2 separate regions of the Triticum aestivum genome follow, and region 2 is linked to region 1. The links are chromatin contacts, called in public Hi-C maps. All regions are on one chromosome and are shown on one strand. The core of a region is the stretch at or near the end of the contact, and the rest is flanking DNA. Distances in the headings are between cores, read along the strand shown. Region 1 holds the start of LOC123043668 (ATP-dependent DNA helicase RecQ). Region 2 has its middle 27 kb from the start of LOC123043669.

The links. A called contact is a pair of places that touch in the nucleus more often than the background predicts.
Region 2: a contact with region 1 is called in a Hi-C map of leaf, with 2.3 times the contacts expected there. The contact joins the enhancer-like site here to the promoter of LOC123043668 in region 1. A contact is called at or near these places in 2 of 5 Hi-C or Micro-C datasets (both in leaf).

The regions. Positions count from the first base shown.
Region 1 is chr2B:95,801,677-95,808,038 of IWGSC CS RefSeq v2.1, reverse strand. It overlaps LOC123043668 (ATP-dependent DNA helicase RecQ), which reads left to right and starts at 3,868. Exons shown (of 20, transcript XM_044466188.1): 1 at 3,868-4,031; 2 at 4,136-4,248; 3 at 5,187-5,262; 4 at 5,365-5,507; 5 at 5,722-5,808; 6 at 6,105-6,188. The coding sequence starts at 4,014.
Region 2 is chr2B:95,874,278-95,880,639 of IWGSC CS RefSeq v2.1, reverse strand. No RefSeq gene overlaps it. Among protein-coding and RNA genes, the nearest start is that of LOC123043669, 27 kb to the right of the region's middle. Within about 2 kb of position 3,224, at least 7 of the 8 cell types and tissues checked have an H3K27ac peak or open chromatin away from gene starts, as enhancers often do. A contact at or near this core is called in leaf, where this site is marked.

The DNA.
Region 1 (6,362 bases), core at 2,619-5,118:
CCAGACGTATAGGGTAAAAATGAGAGACATGACTGTGAAAAGTGAAATATTGAGAGGTGATCGGCTAGTGTCCGCGGATGCGCCCGGTCGCGTCCGCGGGCGTTTGAGAGGCCAGATTTGCAGGTTGCGGCTATAGATGCTCTAACGGCAAAAACTTGATGCACGTCATGTACAGATCGAACAAAATCTCCCCCGAAGTGTCAGGTGTTTGAACAGGAAACACCGCCTTACACACACAACTCAGTTTTTTTAAAATCATTTGAACTTCAAACTTTTAATATGATTAATACATCATTGGTGACCCCATAAGTATAGGGGATCACAACAGTCTTCGAGTCTAGGCTAATGGCGGCACGAGAAACCCTATTCCACGATCAGATTATGTGCAATAGCTATGTCTCGCTTATAGCGAGACACAAGCTTCTTTCGCGTCAAGCATCTACAATGATGGGCCGACCCATTAGAACATTTAAAAGAAATGGAGTTTTGGAAGAAGAAGGGACCGAGCGGGGTTCGATCCTAGGAACGATCAGTTACAACGTAGTGCTAATAGCCACTAAGTAATCACCAAGTTCGTGTTACGCTACCAGGGGGTATGACAAACTTGAAGTAAAAAAGCTGGGTTTCCATTGGCTTTCCGTCCTTTTTTTTACCGGTTTTTGTTTGTTTGTTTCTCTGTTTTTCTGGTTTTTTTATGTTCTTTCTTTTTTTACTTTGTTTTCTTCGGGTCTCTTTCTTGATTTTTATGACTTTTTTTTCTTTTCTCTCCTTTTTCTCCAGTTTTGTTTGCTTTTTCTTCTTGTTTTTATTTTGTTCTCCCTCGGGTTTTCATTTTTCTTTACTCATTTTTGATATATATCTAATACATTTTTCTAATACGCATTTAGAAATTTTCAAATATAAGTTAATTTTTTTTGAATAAAAATGGTCAACCAAAATTTTATTCATATTTAATATTTTTTTCAAATACTTACACAACATTTTTTAAATGCTTCATTAACATATTTATATACATGATCAAATTTATTCATCATTTTTAATACATGGTCAAGATTTTTTCTATACACATTTAACATTTGTGAGATGTTTGATTAACATTTTTTAAATACTTGTTCAATATTTTCTTCAAGTGGTTGACTATTTTTTTTATATAAATGATCAATTTTTTCATCATTTTTAAATACACTGTCAACATTTTTATATAGACGTTTAGCATTTTCAAATAGCTGTTCATTTTTTTAAATGCTTGATTAGCTTTTCCATAAAAATTATCAGTTTTGATCATTTTTTAATACATGGTCAACATTTTTATGTACACATTTAGCATTTTTCGAATACTTGATTAAACATTTTCCAAAAATGTTCAACATTTTCTAATTGCTCTTTCAAAATACGTGGTCAAAGATTTCATAAACATTGTATTTTTAGTGTACATTTTTCGTATATTTGATAAACATTTTCTCTCTATACACATTTAAATTTTTTCAAATGCTTGGTTAACATTTTTCAGAAAAATATATAGAGTTGTTTTTGTAGTATATAAATTTATAATATTTTAAAGTATAAAAAGGTAAAAAGAAAAAAAAAAGAAAACAAAAAAGGTGAAAAAATAGGGAAAAATGAGGCTTTGGCCTCGCATGCGCCTGGGTCGGCCCATCTGGGGCTCCCCTTCACATGAGGACGCAAATTTCATCGGACTGTCAGAGAGCCGTTCGGGAACTCAAAGCTGCAAAGAATATGGGTGGACATTGCATGATAACCCAAGGGATCAAGAAGCGAAGTGCTTCGTTTGCGTCATTGACTTTCAAGTTTGAACAGGGCAATAGCAATGGAGAGGCACATAGACTTGCTAGCTGTGGGACGACATATCTGGTTCACTCTCCCTTGAAAACGTTTGTATCCCTGTAAACTTTCATACGACGGAATAAACTGCGCTCTTTGTCTAAAAAAGGTCTCGCAATAAGTGAGACACAACTCTATGTGGTACGTTCTTTTTGAGGGTTACTCCATGTGCTACATTTTTTTGAGGCAAACTCCATGTTTTTTTAGGCAATGAGGCAAACTCCATGGGGAGCACCTGTTTGACGCATTCTGCGTCAAAAAGTCATCCTTTAGCACAGGATTCGCGCGACTGGGCCGGCCCGTTAGGATTGAACTCGCGCGAGCAAAAATTCGTAAAAAGAAAACTACGCTCGAGATGGAACTCGAACTACAACACTCACGCCTGTGCAAGGGTTTTGCTAGCCACCACACCAGCTAAGCCTTCGTGCCACATGTTTGGCTCGAAGTCAAATGAACTAAACATACCGACGTAAATTGAGCATTACTTAAAACTGCAAACACTTTTTTTGAAATTACCGAACAAAATTTCGAATTATAGAACAATTTGAAAATCCTGAAGATTTTTCGTGTATGTGAAAAAAACTGAAAATGGAAACATTTTTTGTAAAGCATGAACAAATTTTTCAAATTTCAGAATATTTTTGGAAAACGCAAACATTTTTAAATTGGTGAACATATTTTGAAAACAGGTACAACTTTCAAAATTCAGAGCAAAATTTTGAACCTTAGAATAATTTTAAAATCTTGAAGTTTTTTTGTCTATGTGAGCAAAAAATTGAAACTGATTTTTTTTTGTAAAACACGAACAAACTTTCAAATTCCAGAACATTTTAGGAAAACACAAACATTTTTAATTGGTGAACATATTTTGAAAAGAGGTACAACTTTTGAATTACAGAATTTTTTTGAATTATAGAGCAAATTAAAAATCCTGAAGCCTTTTTGTATATGTGAAAAAAATATTGAAAATGATTTTTTTTTAAAAGCACAATCAAATTTTCAAATTTTAGAAGATTTTTGTAAAATGCAAACACTTTTAAATTGGTGAACACATTTGGAAAACAGATACAACTCTTGAAATGCAGAACAAAATTTGGAACCTGAGAACAATTTTCAAATCCTGAAGATATTTTGTGTACATGAACAAAAAATGGAGAATGGAAACATTTTTTGTAAAACACGAACAAAATTTCAAATTCCAGAACATTTTTGGAGAACACAAACATTTTTAAATTGATGAACATATTTTGAAAACAAGTACAACTTTTGACATGAAGAACAAAATTTTGAACCCGAGAACAATTTTAAAATCCCGAAGCTTTTTTGTATATCTGGACAAAATATTGAAAATGGTAACATTTTTTGATAACTTCAAACATTTTTTTGTATAGCACGAAAAAAATAAATTCCTGAACATTTTTTGAAAAGGCATACATTTTATATATTTGAGTAAATTTGAAAATTGGTACAACTTTTCAAATGCAGAACAAATTTTGAACGTTTGTATAAAAAGATTTTTTTTAAAATACTGAAGGAAAATTGAAAATTAAAAAACAATCAAATATTTGGAACAATTTTGAATTTATTTATACAATTAAAAGAAACAAAAATGAGGAAAAGAGAAAGGAAACAGAAAAATGAAAAAAGAGAAAGAAGGAAGAAAAGAAGAATAAAAAAAAGGAAAATAAGCCGGTTCAGGAACCTTCTAGAAGGATCCCAGAACCCAGAAAACCGGCTAGGAATCTTCTGGAAGGTTCCAAAAACCGGAACTGCCAGCTATACGTGCATGTGTAGATGGGCCTGCCCAATCAATCGCGCCCCTGTGCGTTTGGCCGACACTTTGACGCAGTGAGCGTGAAATAGGGAATTCCAACTCCATGTGCTACATGACCATGCATACTTTCGCCGAGACCCTGCCGGCCCAAAAGACCAGCTACACCAGGCCCGCTAAAGTCCACGAGACCTAAAAAAAAAAGGCGAATTGGCGGGAACGCAGATAAAAGAGCGCCGCAAACCAAAACCCCTTCCCCCAAACCCCCACCTCGCCGCCCACCACCACCCGTCCGTTCCATTCCAATCCCCTCGCCCCGCTCCCTTCCTTCCCCAATCCAACCCTACCGCAGCCGTCCGGTTCAATCTCCCCCCGCGGAGCCCGACGCTCCGGCGCCACAATGGAGGCGGCCCTGAAGGTACCCTCCCCGCCCGCTCCCCCCTAAACCCTAGCCGGCGCCTAAACCCTAGGCACCGAGGCGCGCCATTCTAATCCGGGGCTTTTTTATTTTTCTGGTCGCAGAGGTACTTCGGGTACACGGGGTTCAGGCCGTACCAGCGGGAGATCGTCGATACGATCATGCAAGGGCGGGACTGCCTGGTCGTCATGGCCACCGGCAGCGGCAAGTCCATGTGGTAAGTGAACAAACCCCGCGCCTGCTCTGCTCGCGCGCTCCATTTTGCTTGGTTGCGGTTATGGAGGATGGCGCTAGGTGCTGTTTTTTTGTTTGTTTGTTTGGTGTGTGGAGTTCGGTGGATCTGCAGGCTGAGCACTGCAGTGGCTGAATCTAGGTTTGGGCGCTGCATTTGGTAGATGATAAATTAGTTGTGCTGCATTTCTTGGCAGTGCTCTGCTTTATGCTCTGCTGATTGCATTACTAAAAGTTGCTTTGGACAGTCTGATCTGCATTACTGTTTTTGGGAGAAAAATGTCAGTCATTTTGGTGATAAATGTTGGGAACCTGTAAGCTATGAAGTGGTTAAATCATCTTCAACGGAGTATCCAAACTCATCTAGTATTGCAACATGTCATCGGTTCAGTGTGAGGCTAAGAGAGCTTTGCAGAGCATGATTAGAAAACGTTATGTTTATGTTTTGTACCAGTGGAATTGGTTGATGGTCAGAGATTGCAAAGTGTATGTGCTATTGTTTCACATTTTGGTGACATTTTTGTAACTTTGATAAACGGGCAGTCATGTATAAGCATCTCATCTCTGTTATGGCGACTGCTAGCTTGTCGATTGTATGTACCCAGCAGGGAACTGCTGGGGAAGATTTTTGTTTGTTTATACACAGATATATATAGTGGATGTTACTATTGGCACAATTGTTTGTTAACCTTTTTTTTTGTGAAATGGGTGAGGGTGGTTCTTTCTTGAAACTCGGCAGTGCGGTTGTCATCGTGTCAAATAAAAATTATTGAAGTTTCTGATTTTTTTAGTTAAGGACCTGAAAATGTGTTTTGCCGGCCATCGGAAGTAAAAGAAATATGCATCTGTTTAAAATTTTGATGTTATTACTTCCCCTTGTATGTTGGAAACTTAATTTTCTCATGGTAATTCTTTTCATGGCAGCTATCAAATCCCTCCACTGGTTGCAAAGAAGACAGCTGTTGTTGTCAGCCCTCTTCTGTCACTGATGCAAGATCAGGTATGATTGCTAGATACAGTATAACATTTTTTGGTGCTTTCCTCATTCTGGGTTTGCTTTGACATGAAAGCTTTTATTGTGGGTTTCATTTACTTCAAACAGGTCATGAGTTTAAAACAACATGGTGTGAGATCTGAGTATCTTGGCAGCACCCAAATGAATAGCTCTGTTAGCAGTGAGGCTGAAAAAGGCATGTATGATGTTCTGTACATGACCCCTGAGAAAGCTATTGCACTTCCTTCAAGGTGAAAATCCTGTGATATAAAAGCAGATTATGGTCGTTATTGACTTATAGTTTGCAGCACTTACAAAACTATAATTGTCAATTATTTGGCTGAGCTGGAAGGCACACACATACGAAGCTGCAAATTACTGCTCATGTGTCTTTTTTGGTCCCTTGTAGAATTTAATAATATGGCGGTGGGTCTGTTGATTTACAGTTTTCAATCGTCTATCCAGGTTCTGGAGTAACTTGCAAGCTTCCGGAATCTGCTTGTTCGCCATTGATGAAGCGCATTGCATATCGGAATGGGGTCATGATTTCAGGTCATTTGTTCTTCTATTGTGTGAATTATTTATTCAGCAAAAGGGCTGATAATTTACTTTCATTTAAATTTTTAATATGTGTTATGCATGTATTTCAAAAATTCTGTGTGTGCTGATGTCAAATGTAAAAGCTGTCAGTTCATATCACCCATCAATTCTCGCTCGGTTTCTCTCAACCTTAAATTCTGCAATCAAACTTAGCAACCAGTCAGTCTAGTACTTATTACTTATAGCTTCTTTTCTTCATTGCAATTCTCTCTCTTATTACTGATTGTAATTCTCTCTGTTGTATGCAGGCCGGAGTACAAGCAGCTGCATTTATTGCGTGAGCACCTTTTGGGTGTTCCCTTCGTTGCTCTAACTGCGACAGCCACAGAAAGGTATGAATGTTTCACTATCAGTTATTTTTACCTGTTTATCCTGCTTTTGTTGATATCCAATGGTGATGTCTTTCCTCTGCTTGTTGTAGCTACTTGCATATTATTACCATAAATATTTTTGCTCACTATGATGATTGCTTACTTGTTTTATTTATTTTCCAGAGTGTCTATATC
Region 2 (6,362 bases), core at 1,975-4,474, 73 kb before region 1:
TTGAATGGCCATATATGCTTAGATCTTTCCCCATCACATGAGCTTGCCAACCAAAAAGTAGGTTGGAATGAGAAGGAATACTACTGACTCTTGCATAAAAGTAAAAGATAGGCCCTTCGCGGAGGGAAGCAGGGATTTGCAGAGGTGCCAGAGCTCGAAGCTTTAAAACAGAGATGAAAATAATTTTGAGAGGTATGCTTTCATTGTCAACATAACGACCAAGAGTTCCCAATATCTTCCATACTAGATACATTATAGGCGGTTCCCAAACAGAAAGGTAAAGATTTTACTCCCCCTCCACCAACAATCACACTCCACGGCTTGTCCGGAACAATGGGTGCCGTCCAACTATCAACAATCCTGGGGGAGTTTTGTTTAAATTATTTGCGATTTTGTTTTTGATCTTTTGATCATAGGACTGGGCATCCCAGTTACTAGTCATTTTCTCGTGAATGATGAGCGGAGTCCACTCATCGTGAGAATAACCCACCTAGCATGGAAGATACTGACAGCCCCTAGTCACTACATGAGCGATTCGGGCATACAAAACAGATTATTATTTGAAGGTTTAGAGTTTGGCACATGCAAATTTACTTGGAACGGCAGGTAAATGCCGCATATAGGTAGATATGGTGGACACACATGGAAGAAACTTGGTTCAAGGAATTTGGATGCACAAGCAGTATTCCCGCTTAGTACAGATATTTTGGCTAGCAAAGGATTCTAAATAGCAAGCACCACATGTTAGAGGATCCATAACAATATAACTTCTATACAAATATACCCAAGCATAACTCATTATGTTGTATTCCTTGTCCAACTTCAACTAATTTGCTCAGGTTTGAAAATAATTAATGGGGCTCACAATCAGAGAAGATGTCCAAGATAGTATATTTATATGTGAAATCTCTCTTCCTTCAATATTCTTTCATGAATTGTTCAAGTGACCAATACAATGTTTGCTAACCTTCAATAAATTTACCACCTCTACTTCTTATATGTGAAGTCATTACTCCCCATGGGATAAGCATATGAAACATATATAATTTCACATTTATGATATTCAACTCATTCAACCATTTACTCATAGGATATAAGTGAAGCACATGAGTAAATGACAAACTACTCTAAAAAGATATAAGTGAAGATCAATGAGTAGTCAAATAATTATTTAGCTATGTGAGGACTCTCTCTCATTTAAGTATTTTAGATATTAAGTGCTTTATCAAACAACAAGCAAAATAAAATAAAATGGCATTGCAAGGATAGCACAACTCATGTGAAGAAGCAAAAACTTAGGCTCAACCAATACTAACCGATAATTGTTGAAGAAGAAAGGTGGGATGCCTACCGGGGCATCCCCAAGCTTAGATGCTTGAGACTTCTTGAAATATTATCTTGGGGTGCCTTGGGCATCCCCAAGCTTGAACTTTTGTGTCTCCTTAATTCCTTTTATATCTCGGTTTCCCTAAATCTCAAAAACTTCATCCACACAAAACTCAACAAGAACTCGTGAAATAAGTTAGTATAAACCAATGCAAAAACCTTATCATTCTCTACTGTAGCAAATCACAAAAATTATTATTCCATATTGCATACTAAATGCCTCTGCATATTTAATACTCCTATCCTTGAATAGGATCATTAAATAAGCAAACATATGCAAATAATGCAAACATAACAGCAATCTGCCAAAACAGTACGGTTTGTAAAGAATGCACGATTCATCATACTTCCCTAACTCCAAAAATTATGAAAATTTACCACACTGTAGAAAATTTATCAGAGCTCAATATGCAAAATGTTTCAACATTTTATCATATTCTGACTTTTCTAGGGAATTTTTGTAACAGCGGTAAACTTTCTGTTTTGAAACAGCAACATGTATACTTGCAAAATAAGCATGGTAAAGGCTATCCTTGACATTTTTATTGAAAAGAAAGATGCAAAACATTATTCTAAATAACAGCAAGAAAATCCTAATAAAAAAATGACGCTCCAAGCAAAACACATATCATGTGGTGAATAAAAATGTAGCTCCAAGTAAATTTACCGATGAACGAAGACGAAAGAGGGGATGCCATCCGGGGCATCCCCAAGCTTAGGCTCTTGGTTGTCCTTGAATATTACCTTGGGTGCCTTTGTCATCCCCAAGCTTAGGCTCTTGCCACTCCTTATTTCATAGTCCATCGAATCCTTACCTAAAACTTGAAAACTTCAAATCACAAAACTCAACAGAAAATTTTATGAGCTCCGTTAGTATAAGAAAATAAATCACCACTTTTGGTATTGTTGTGAACTCATTATAAATTCATATTGGTGTACTATATACTGCATTCCAACTTCTCTATGGTTTATCCCTCCGATACTACTCATAGATTCATCAAAATAAGCAAACAACACATAGTAAACAGAATCTGTCAAAAACCGAACTGTGTGTAGTAATCTGTAACTCTCGAATACTTATGTAACTCCAAAAATTCTGAGAAATTAGGAAGTCCTAAGAAAAAAAATTAATCTTCTTCAAAAATAATAAACTGAAAATTACGTTCCTGTGATTTATGAAAATTATTTTCGTGCATGCAAAAGTTTCTGTTTTTTAGCAAGATCAAATCAACTATTACCGTAAGCCATCTTTAAAGTTCTACTTGGCACTTTATTGAAACAAAAGCTATAAAACATGATCACTACAGTAGCATAACCATGTGAACACACAAAAACAGTAAGGGTAAATATTGGGTTGTCTCCCAACAAGCGCTTTTCTTTAATGCATTTTTAGCTAGGCATGATGATTTCAATGATGCTCTCATAAAAGATAAGAATTGAAACATAATGGGAGCATCATGAATCATATGACTAGCACATTTAAGTCTAACCCACTTCCTGTGCCTAGGGATTTTGTGAGCAAACAACTTATGGGAACAATAATCAACTAGCATAGGAAGGCAAAACAAGCATAACTTCAAGATTTTAAGCACATAGCCAGGAACGCGTGACAGACGAACGTACTGCGTATTCGGATTCGTCTCGTCGTTCTGAGCAACTTTCATGTATAAAACTTTTTCATCCGAGTTACGGATTATTTTCTACGATTTTTCAAAGTTTTAACAATATTCTAAAATTATTTTAATATTTCGAAAATAGGTCAGAAATGCTAAGTGTACCCAAAAGTACACCCAGCCCATGGCTGTGGGGCTGACAGAGGGCCCAGTCAACTGCCAAGTCAGTAGTTGACTGGTCAGCAGTTGACTGGTCAAAGGCCCATGTGGGACCCATATGTCATTGACTGAACTGTTAACTGATTTAAATTAATCTAATTAATTCGTGGAGCCGAGCTGTCAGTGTCTATAAACTTAATAGTTATTAGTTAATTAACTAATAGTGGCGCGGTGGGGGCCACCTATCATTAGGCCATCTATCTAATTACAGGGGCTAATCCCCAATTAGGCAGGCCAGCCCCAAATCGAGGCTGACGGTCGCTCGCAGAGGAGCGCCGGCGGCAAGCGCCCAGCGCATGGGACTGGGAGCAAGGCGAGGCCACGGGCAGAAGCGGCCAGGTGTTGGCGACGCATCGAGGCAGCCACGGCGGGCGGCGCAAGGCGGGGCTCGCGGCAGCAGAATAAGCAGCGCCAGCGGCGGCTAAGGGCGGAGCTCCGACCGGGATGGCCTCGGCAAGGAGCACCGGGGGTGATGCAGGCGGGCGCGACTGCAGCAGCAGTAAGCAGCAAGGCAGAGCAATGGCAGCAGCAGTAAGGGGCGGCAGCGGCAGCGCCGGGCGGAGTAGCAGTACGCGGCAGAAGCACGGGTAATGGCGTGACGAGCGCGAGCTCGGGCGCGATGGTGGCGGCCGCTACAAAACGGATTTGAAGGGGGAAATAGGGGAAACAAGTGTCTGCTCACAGCGGTGACGAGGAGACGCACGGGGTGGTCGGGGATGCGGTGCCGGCGACGAAGTCATCCACGGGAGGCGGCGGCCGTAGTCGGGGAAGACAAGGCGATGGCGAGGCTGCGGGGCGTCCCGGCACGGGTTCTTCGGTGTAGTCGAAGGAGACGACCGCAGGGAGGCTCCTGGACATGCTAGCCGGCGACGAGGAGGCCGGTGGCCGTGGGATCGATGAGTTGGCGGCGATGGCAGCTCTCCTCATCAAACAGAGGAGGAGATCGAGCGAGAGAGAGCAGGGAGAGGGGCAAATGGGGATCTAGGGTTCATCAACGAGGCTGGAGCGTTCTTATACGCGCGGGGAATCGGCGCAGAGACGCGGGATGGCCGCCACGCACCCACAACCATGGCCATGGTGGTCGGATGCATGCCACCACCTCCCATGAACAGGAAGGAGCGGGATGGTGGGATAGGTGGGCCGGCCTGGTGGCTTAGTGGGTCAAGGCCCAGGGGGAAGGCCGATTTGTTTTGTTTTACTTCCCCTTTTATTATTTTCCGCATATTGGTTTTCCTATTTTACTTTCTATTTATTTTAGCTTTAGAAAATACCTAAACACCACCTAAATTAGTGTTACTAAATATTCCGCTGCCATAAAAAGTTTGGCGCAACGAGAAAACACTTTGAATAATTTTATTATTTAAAAGGCATTTAATTAATTGTTTTAGCTATTGTTTTATTCACTTTGGAACACTTACACCTTTTATTAAAATTTGGATTCTTCACCAATAATACTTATGACATATTTGCCACAGTTTGCACATTTTATTTTGCATGTTTGACAAACTTGAATTTTAGACTTTAATCTGAATTGAATTTGAATTATGCTTCGGATCAAGTGAGGATTAGCAAGAGTAAGAATGATGACTTGGCATCATTAGCAGGAGATTACTGTAGCTTAATTATCCGGACGTCACAGAGACTCTCTCATGGTGAGCCTGAACATTAACCTTCCAAGCCCTCTGTCGTCACTCCTCATCCTCCTCTCGTCGTTCAGAGCCAAGGGCCTCGACACCCGCGACCTCACCGCGACGTCCGGGGCGCACACGGTCGGGTTCGCCCAATGCTCCAAGTTTCGTACGCATATCTACAACGACACGGGCGTAGACATGACGTTCGCCTCGTAGCTCCGCGCCGGCATCTGCCCTTGGACGGGCGGCGACAGCAACCTTGCGCCGCTGGAGCTGCAAGGACCATACAGGTTTGACAACGTATTCTTTAATGACCTGATCGCCCGGTGTGTCCTCCTTCATTCGGACCAAGAGCTCTTCGGTGGCGGTGCCACTAGCAACAGCACCACATATGGTATCGCCCGAGTGTAAGCTGCCAACGAATCCCTCTTCAAGAAGGGAGTACATAGAAAGGTAGATAGCAGCGGAGCTATGTTGAGGCCAGGGGGCGCTGCCCCCCCCCCCCCCCCCCCCCCCCCCAATCCCCCAGCTTTGAAGGAAATTTTTGTTAGAGGGCTTAGATTATAATTTTTTGAGGCCCGCTTCAGTACAACCCCCCTCACAAAACGTATAAAGGGCAACATGGTCATTTAACGTATCGTACACATGAGGCGTGTTTGGTTTAGTGGCTCGCAGCTCGCATGCAAAATAGCCCATGTTTGATTGACCGCATGGCCTACTCAGCCTGGCCCAGTCGATGCAAAAAGGGGCTCTCAGCCAGGCTGAGCGGAACACAGGATCGGTGCGTTTCTTTCGTGCAGGCTCGTCCGTGCCTTTCGCCTGCACCCACGATGCAATTTAGTTCGCCTCGCCATCGACCCCATCGTCTCCCGTCTATCTCGTCGCCACCTCTCATCTTCTTCCCGACGCCGCCACCTCTCATCTTCTTCCCGACGCCGCCACCGCCCTCACCGAAGGACGCCGCCGCCTGCGCTCCTCCACACCCTCGCCGGAGACGACGCCACCGGCGCTCCTCCACGCCTTCCCCGGAGACGACGCCGCCGGCGGTTCTCCACGCCCTCGCTGAAGGACGATATCGTCGGTGTCCGCCGCCGTCGAGCTCCGCCATCTCCCGCGCACCCGCGCCTACCGATGAGTTCGTCGGGCCTTGCCACGCCGCCGGCCACGTGCCGAGAGGAAGAAGGGGGAGAGAGAGGGGAGCCCCTCTGCGCCGCGAACTGCAACTGACGCCACGTTTCTCCTCCATCTCTCCCCTTGAACCGCGCCACCGCCGCCAATCTAGCTGCTGCAGTCGAATCTCTGGCCAGCCCATCTCCGCCATGACCATCTCCTTCCCATTTGCCCCATCTACCAGAGACATCTCTCCTGGACAGTATTGATCTATGGCATGAGGAATTTCTGGTAAATAATGAAATGAGTTTCGGTTCAGATTTCAGTTTAGATTTGTTTTACTCGTTTCTTTGTCGATGGAATGGCGCAGATCCAATTGGGATGATTAAAATTAAAAGAGAAG